Linked DNA regions of Mus musculus: region 1 is linked to region 2. A link is a contact called in public HiChIP or PLAC-seq data. All regions are on one chromosome and are shown on one strand. The core of a region is the stretch at or near the end of the contact, and the rest is flanking DNA. Distances in the headings are between cores, read along the strand shown. Region 1 has its middle 25 kb from the start of Gm51894. Region 2 overlaps Gm46281 (a long non-coding RNA gene).

Evidence for each region. HiChIP or PLAC-seq counts read pairs in DNA pulled down with a chosen protein or histone mark.
Region 1: a contact with region 2 is called in a FOXA1 HiChIP or PLAC-seq map of pancreatic cancer cells. The contact joins two enhancer-like sites. A contact is called at or near these places in 1 of 15 datasets of contacts at CTCF or cohesin (the NIH/3T3 cell line) and 3 of 115 datasets of contacts at active chromatin or transcription factors (double positive thymocytes, embryonic stem cells and pancreatic cancer cells).

Annotation. Positions count from the first base shown.
Region 1 is chr11:52,331,085-52,335,276 of GRCm38.p6, reverse strand. No RefSeq gene overlaps it. Among named protein-coding and RNA genes, the nearest start is that of Gm51894, 25 kb to the left of the region's middle. Within about 2 kb of position 1,391, at least 145 of the 459 cell types and tissues checked have an H3K27ac peak or open chromatin away from gene starts, as enhancers often do. A contact at or near this core is called in pancreatic cancer cells, where this site is marked.
Region 2 is chr11:51,890,206-51,894,500 of GRCm38.p6, reverse strand. Gm46281 (a long non-coding RNA gene) reads right to left here. Exons shown (of 2, transcript XR_001780207.1): 2 at 4,221-4,295. Among named protein-coding and RNA genes, the nearest start is that of Gm46281, 3.3 kb to the right of the region's middle. Within about 2 kb of position 1,535, at least 12 of the 459 cell types and tissues checked have an H3K27ac peak or open chromatin away from gene starts, as enhancers often do. A contact at or near this core is called in pancreatic cancer cells, where this site is marked.

The DNA.
Region 1 (4,192 bases), core at 142-2,641, 440 kb before region 2:
GCCCCATCTTCCAGAGGGGTGGCCCTTTAGCCAATGACTAATCTGTTGAAGTAAATGTAAAAAAAAACGAGTAAAAAACCCAGTAAAAAAAAAAAAAAAGTAAAAAACCCAGGCCAGAGCTTTCATTGTCTTGACCATAAGGGAAAAGAATTCCTTTAATGCAGAGGTTCTCAAACCTCCCATGCTGCGACCCTTTAATGCAGTTCCTCATGTTGTGGTGACCTCCAACAGTAAAATTATTTCATTGCTACTTCATAACTGTCATTTTGTTACTATTATGAATCGTAATGTGAATATCTGTGCTTCCCAATGGTCTTAGGTGACCTCTCTCAAAGGGGTCATGACCCACCGGCTGAAAAACACTGCTTTAATGTGTCTTCAGTGTTGTGGTAAATATTATTTGGGGGCTCCTACCCCGTCTTAGATCATTTAGTTCCCAAATAAAAGACACAAACCTTTATATTTATAATAAGCCTTAAAGCACCAGAGCTGGGCAGACGTCAGCTCTCTGTGCTATTATTTTGGCTGCTTTTCTGTCAATAACCCTGAGATATCGCTCGTCATGTTCCTCCTGGGCCGCTCCTACTCCAACTGTCCCGGCCCTCATGTCCACGTGCTCATGACCCGCCTACCTATCCCACGATGACTTCCTTCTTCTCCAGTGTCCTTTTCTCTCTCTCCTCATGGTCTCTCCCTGAGACTCTAAGCCTGGGACCCTTCAGCCCTGCCTACCTCTTTTCCGCCCAGCTATAAGCTGTAGGCATCTTTATTAACCAATCATGGATAACTTGGGGGGGGGCAAGGTTTACACAACAAAAGCTGGTATACATGAAGATCTGCTTGTCTTGGAGCAACCTGATCTTGGGGTACAGAATTTAGCATTTGAATGAAGGCAGCATGAGACCAACCCATGACACTTCTTTTTTAAAGATTTATTTACTTATTTATTATATGTTAGTATACTGTAGCTGTCTTCAGACACTCCAGAAGAGGGAGTCAGATCTCCTTACGGATGGTTGTGAGCCACCATGTGGTTGCTGGGATTTGAACTAAGGACTTTCAGAAGATCACGCTGAGCCATCTCACCAGCCCCCTCCCCCCGTGACACTTTTTTATGATTATAATACAAGCCGATGGGTGTCAAGGCCTTCGTGAGCCTTCCTGAGATGAAAGCTTTCATACCTGACACAGCACCAATGTTTTGGGTTTCAATAACCTCTGACTGGTATCCAAGCCCCAGAGACAGTCCTGCCTCTCACCTTCGCCCTTCTCAAGGGCTAAACTAGCTGTCCTTAGCAACTCCTGGTGGACCTTACTACTCCCGATGCCCATGAGGAGGCTGCGGGCACAGACCAGCCTGGTGAGTCAGTGCTTCCGGGCACTGAGCTTGCCAACACCTAGTCGGCGACAGGCCATGAGTCACAAATTATAGGCCTTCCACATGAGCAGGCGGTGCCAGCCTGTGAGGCGGCAACGCTGGCAGGGAACTCCGGAGCTTTAGGCTTGGGGCCATGGGAAAAGAATGGTCCAGACAGGCCTGCACACTGTAGGGCCCTCTTATGGCTTCTCTCCCACCAGCCGCCAGGCTGTAGTGCCAACGCCTAGGCTTGGACATGCTCTGACACAGGACTTCCTCGGCCTCAGACCAGAAGGAAACTGGCTTTACTGGGAGCCTAGTGAAATTTCAAAGCCAGAGTCTTCCCACTTCAGCTAAGGAGATTGCAGTGACAGAATGCTTTGTGCTGCAGTGGGTGGCCTCTTGGGGTGCTGCTTCTTTGCCCCCCAAGATATTCCAGGACGTGGAACTGCCTTGTTTAAGAGCACGAGGTCAGAGGCCAATGTACCACCTCTGAGGCCAAACAGACATGGTACCACAGGCCTTCTGAGCTCTCGCATATGCTTAGCCAAGGCATCAAGGGCTTCTAGAATGTTCAGAGAACTCTCACACTGATAAAACGAAGCCAACTGCATTCTACCCCCAACAAAGTTCCTTTAAGCTCAGGACCACAGCTTCATAACAGCAAATTTACACACTCCCTAAATGTGATGTCACATCAGGTTCTTCTTTTTGTTAGAAATGTTTGATTGTGTGGCTGAAGTGGATGCGGAGAGGCACACTCAGGAAGGAATGAGGGCCAGAGCTCAGCTTGGGCAGAGGACCAGGGAGACTGTGTGTCTCCTTGGGATGCCTCCTCCTGACCCCGGCAAGGCCTGCACTGCTGCACAGAGGGCCTCTCACCCAGGGTTCTGCTAGTGATGATTTGTTTACACTCTGGGCTGGGAGCCTTAGCAACCGCAGGGAACAGCCAAACACAGACTAATGAGCATGCCTCAGGTACAACCAAGCAGGACTAATGAGAGCCCGGCCCTGTACCTCCGCAGCGGAACGCTCAATGCCATGTCTTAGAAACCAATAGAGAGATATGAACATAATGATCACAGGGTCACCACTGAGCCGCAGCTGACCCGGGGCTTCCGTGCCAGGATGCTCAGTTCACATTATCCCAGAGCAACCCAACCGCTCTCCCGGTTGGCACAGTGCCTGGCATCGGGAAGATCCTCGGGAAACACAGGACTAAATGCACTGAGGTCGGTGCACCCAGGAAACCAGAAAGCCACTCTCCCAGTCAAAGTATCTGACACCTTCTCCCTCCCCCTCCCCTCCCCTCCACTTCCCTTCCCCTTTTTGATTTGTTTCTTGAGACAAGCTCTCACTTTGCAGCCCAGGAACTCCTTATGTAGCTCAGGCTCACCTCCAACTCAGGGTGATCCCCGTGCTGGGATTACAGATGTGTGAGCCAGGAACCCGCAGTAATCCTCCTGCCTTAGCCTCCCAAGTGCTGGGATTATAGGCACAAGCCACCACACCCGGATGTTTCCTCTCAGTGCGGGAAGGCATGCGACACCATGCAACTTGGAAGACAAAGGATGAGTTTGTGATGTCCCTTCCCTCCATCCTTTTTAAAAAATCGGTTCCGGGGCTTGAACTCCAGTCTCCAGGCTTGAATAACAAGCACCTTTACCTGCTGAGCCTCTCACTGGGACCGTGCATCTTTCTCTTATATTATTTAGTTCATTTGTTCACTTTTTGTTAATTGTTCTCACTCTCTCTCTCTCAGCAACAATAACAACAAAAACAAGTGCTGTTGACTACTGAGCCAATTCTCTAGCCATTCCCCCCACTCTGGTTGTGTGTGTGTGTGTGTGTGTGTGTGTGTGTCTGTGTGTTTGGTTGTTTTTAAGATGGGGTCTCACTATGTAGACCAGGCTGGCCTTGAACTCACAGAAATTCATCTGTGAATTCCTCTGCCTCCAAGTTCTAAATTAAAGGAATGTTCCACCAGAACCAGCTAGAATTTTTTTTACATATTTTATGTGTATAAGTGTTTACCTGTATGTATGTATGTATGCATGCATGTATGCATGTGTATGTGTGTACACTGTGCACATGCCCAGTGGCTATGGACCGGGACAGAAGAGGGCATTAGGCTCACTGGAACTGGAGTTACAGATGGTTGTGAGCCTCTCTATAGGTGCTGAGAATTGAATCTGGTCCTTTGCAAGAACAACAAGTACCCTTAACCTCTGAGCTGTCTCTCCAGCCTGTGACAACCACCATCTTGAAGCCATCTTGCCAGCTCTGGACTCTCTGCTTGCATTTTAACAGTTTTCTCTCTTGGTATCATCCAAAGCAATATGGATTTTCTTGCTAATTTGGTTGTCTTAGTTAGGGTTTCCGTTGCTGTGAAGAGACACCATGGCCAAGGCTACTCTTATAAAGGAAAGCATTTCTTTGGGGGCTGGCTTACAGTTTCAGAGGTTCAGTCCATAATTCATGGCCCATTTTGTGAGCCCCAAAAGACCACCAAGGAGCCGACTCTGATGCAATATACACAGGGGTCTTTATTCAAGCTCAAGCTTGGGCCACACCATTGTCACTGATACGGCAGGACGGGGGGTGGGGGGGAGTAAACCCTCGAGTCCAGTTTCAAGCAAGCATTTATAGAGGCAAGCAAGCAGGCAAGGAGGTATCCAGCATGACACACATCTGGTTATGTGTGGCGGGGTACTATGGAATTTGTTGCCCTTTGAAATGATTGGCTGGTGTTAGGAGCCAAACCATAAACTTTCATAGGTAAAGATCTTTAGGTACAACTTCTGCATTGCTCCTGATTGGTGCTTGTTAGGGAGT
Region 2 (4,295 bases), core at 286-2,785:
CTGCCGAGGAAACCCCACACTTCCTTGGAGTTGAATAACACCTCACAAGTTTATTGCACCAAAGCTGTGTATCAGCACATGGATATCTTTGTTGTTGTTGTTTGGTTTTTTTGAGGGTTTCTCTGTGTAGCCCTGGCTGTCCTGGAACTCACTCTGTAGACCAGGCTGGCCTCGAACTCGGAAATCTGCCTGCCTCTGCCTCCCAAGTGCTGGGATTAAAGGCGTGCGCCACCACTGCCCAGCAGTACACGGATTCCAAACAGAAGACTTGGTCCACATTCACCTGTCCCCTGTTGATAATTTAGTTTCCTTGCATAGTTTCCATTCCCCCTCTTCTGGTAACAGCATTCTGATTTACTTGTTTTGTTTTGTTTTTTGAGACAGGATTTCTCTGTATAGCCCTGGCTGTCCTGGAACTCACTCTGTAGACCAGGCTGGCTTCGAACTCAGAAATCCACCTGCCTCTGCTTCCCAAGTGCTGAGACTAAAGGTGTGTGCCACCACTGCCTGGCAGAGGACATTTAAATCTTAGGGTGACTAAGGTGCAACAACAACAGTCTATGCCTCAGAAAATAGTAACAGGCGTCAATCACTGCAGACCAAGAGAGTAACGACAGAAACAGATAGGCTATCAAGAAGCCTGGTGGGCAGGAAAGAGTGAAAGTGGAGCAAGAGCCACAGACAAGAGAGAAGGCTGCTTCTGAAGTCTACTTTTCAGACTGCTCTTATTCCCTGGAGGGGGTGCACCGTTCCTGGAGGTACTGCAATGCCAGGTCAATGCGTGGAGGGGATGGAGCAAGCTCCAATTTACTTTAAAAAAAAATTATTAAAAAAATTTATCTTTGTTACTTTTTAATTGTGTGTGTGTGTGCATGTGTGCATGTGCACTTGAGGGCAGGTACCCATGAGAGGCCAGAAGCATCAGATAGGCCTAGAGCTTCGGGTGCAGGGCGTTGTGAGGGGCTGGGTGCAGTTCTGGAAACTGTACTCGGGTCCTCTTGCAGAGCAGTTTGTGATCTCTCCGGTCAGTCCCTGGCATCCCACTTTTACCTGGGCAACTATTACTCTCAACACTTCCTGCTCCCGTGCTTAAGGTGGGGTGAACTCTCTGGCATGAGAGTCACACGTGAGCCATGCCCATCCCAGCAGAGCTGCATCTCGCCTATGGACAGAGCTATTGAGCATTGTCTTAGTTAGGGTTTCCGATGCTGTGAAGAGACACGGTGACCAGGGCAACTTTTATAAAGGACAACATTTCATTGGGGCCAGTTCACACTTTCAGAGGTTTGCTCCATTATCATCATCATGCCAGGAAGCAGGGCATGGTACTGGAAGAGCTGAGAGTTCTACATCTTGATCCAAAGGCAGCCAGAAAGCTCAGTCTGGCCAGACTTGAGCATATATAGGAGACCTCAAAGTTCACCCCCTCTGTGACACACCCCCTCCATCAAGGCCATACTTACTCCAACAATGACACACATCACCTAATAAAGTCACTCCCTGTGAGTCAAGCATTCAAACACATGAGTCTATGAGAGTCAAACCTATTCAAACCACAAGCATCTTAGCGGAGTTGAGCATCTGCCGAGCTGCAGAGCGCCCTGTGCACCATGCTGAGATGCAGAGAGTTTACCTACACGTGGAGCTGTATAGCGCCTTATTCATAGTGCAAAACTGCAAAGCACTTTCTGCAGGGTGCTCAGCTGCAGGGAGCCTTCCAGATGGTGCAGAGGGCATTGTGCTCAATACTGGGCTTCAGAACGCCTTGGGAACTGGGCGGAGCTGTACAGTGGCTGGTTTGGAGATGTCTGTGATTCCCATGCCAAACCCTGTGGTCCAATCAGAGCTAGTCGTGGATATTTGGACAGCTAGGAAGGCATTCACCAGGGCTTGAAGGTAGGAGAGTGTCAGCCTGGAGTTGCTGACAGCTGTGTTGCTACCGCTGAGTCTAGGAGAGGGGAGATGGCTCAAGTCAAAGCACTACTCACGCCAGGCCACCTGAGCTTGACCCCCAGTGGAGGTCACTGCAGATTTGAGGCTGGCCTGGTCTGGCCAAACCCTGTCTAAAATAAACAGGAAAGCAAGCCACCATCAACAAGAAATCATTTGGAGCTGGGAAGATGGCTCAGTTGGTAAAGTGCTTGCAAGCTCAAGGCCCTGACTTAAGTCTCTAGCATCCATGTAACAGCTGGGTAAGGCAGGACCAACTGTGCCTCCAGCACTGAGGTAAGGACATACAGATCCTGGAGCTCAGTGGTTCAGCTAGACTGGCTGACCAGTGAACTCCAGGTTCAGGGGGAAAGAAATACTGTCTGAGAGCCAAGGCAGAGGGCTGGTGAGGTGGCTGAGGCAGAGGGCTGGTGAGGTGGCTGAGGCAGAGGGCTGGTGAGGTGGCTGAGGCAGAGGGCTGGTGAGGTGGCTGAGGCAGAGGGCTGGTGAGGTGGCCAAGGAGGCAGAGCCACCTGCTGCCAAGCCTGACGGCTGGAGTTTGATTCCCAGAACCCACGTGAAGGAGAGAGCCAACTCCACAGAGCTATCCCCTGACCTCCACATGCACTCCGTAGCACACGCGGCTTCCCCATAATAAAAAATGGAAACTAATTAAATAAAATGAGGTGGAAAGTGATTGAGGAAGACAACTGACATCAACCACTTGTCTGTCTCCATGTGCACATATGTACATGTGTGTACATGAACTCATACATACCACACATACAAAACAAATAAAAATAATAAAAACTTATACCTAATTATTGGTGATGTGTGCATGTATGTGTATAAATATGGATACAGAGGTCAGAAGACAACAACGGGGAATGAGTTCTCTCCTTCCACCATGTGGGTTCTGAGGATCAAACTTGGGCTGTCAGATCAAAGCAAGTACCTTTCTACTGTGTGTGTGTGTGTGTGTGTGTGTGTGTGTGTGTGTGTGTGTGTGTTGTGTATGTGTGTGTGTATGTTGTGTGTATGTTGTGTATGGTGTGTGTGTGTGGTTTGGTAGCAAGTACCTTTATACTGGTGTGTGTGTGTGTGTGTGTGAGAGAGAGAGAGAGAGAGAAAGAGAGAGGTTTGGTAGCAAGTGCCTTTCCAGTGGGGGGGAGGGGCATGTAAGTTTGATAGTAAGTATCTTTACACTCTATATATGTGGGGGGGGGGGTTGGCAGCAAGTGCCTGTACTCTGTGTGTGTGTGTGGGGGGGGGGTTGGCAGCAAGTGCCTGTACTCTCTTTGTGTGTGTGTGTGTGTGTGTGTGTGTGTGTGTGTGTGTGTGTGTTTAATAGGATATTCAAACAAGCTGTCCATATGGAGTTAAGAAAACTAAGCTAGGTCTACTATAATGTCTATTAGAAAATCCTTCCTGGCACCTGGAATCGGATCGTGGCTCAAACCTATAATCTCAGCATTTAAGTGGCTGAGGCAGGATGAGTTGAGGAAAACCTAAACTCTATAGGTGAGATACTGAGAGTCCATCTGTATTAGTCAGGGTTCTCTAGAGTCACAGAACTTATGGGTAGTCTCTATATAGTAAAGGAGTTTATTGATGACTTACAGTCGGCAGCCCAATTCCCAACAATGGTTCAGTAGTAGCTGTTAATGGAAGTCCAAGGATCTAGCAGTTACTCAATCTCACACGGCAAGCAGGGGAAGGAGCAAGAGCAAGACTCCCTTCTTCCAATGTCCTTATATTGTCTCCAGCAGAAGGTGTAGCCCAGATTAAAGGTGTGCTCCACCACACCTTTCAATCCAGATGACCTTGAACTCGGAGATTTAATCTTCTGGAATCCATAGCCACTAAGCCTTAAGATCTCCATACCAAGATCCAGATCAGAAACTTCTATCTCCAAGCCTGAGATGGGAGAAAGGAGAAGACAAAGAAGAGAGGAGGAGGAGGAGGAAGGAAGGGGAGGAGGAAAGAAAAGCTGAGGGTTGGGCTAGAAAGAGCTATCTCAGTGTGTTTGCTGCCAAGCCAATGACCGATGACCGGCGCTTCCTTAGCTTACACTGTGAAAAGACGGAACCAACTCCCACAAGTTGTCCTTTGACCTCCATACACATCATGCATGTACCCCCACCCTGGGAAGTGGAAACTTAACAGTTCTTTGGAAAGTCAGTTGTGTTGGGTGGAGTCAGACATGTGAAGGAACGTTTCGCTGAAGCAGACACAGGTGGAAGAATGTTTTGCTAAAGCAAGCACATGAAAGGACACATGATGAAGGATTCTTCGATAATGACACACATGTATTGGTTCACTTTACATGCGTTGTTGAGCTCCAATGGTCAAGACTCATAGAGAGA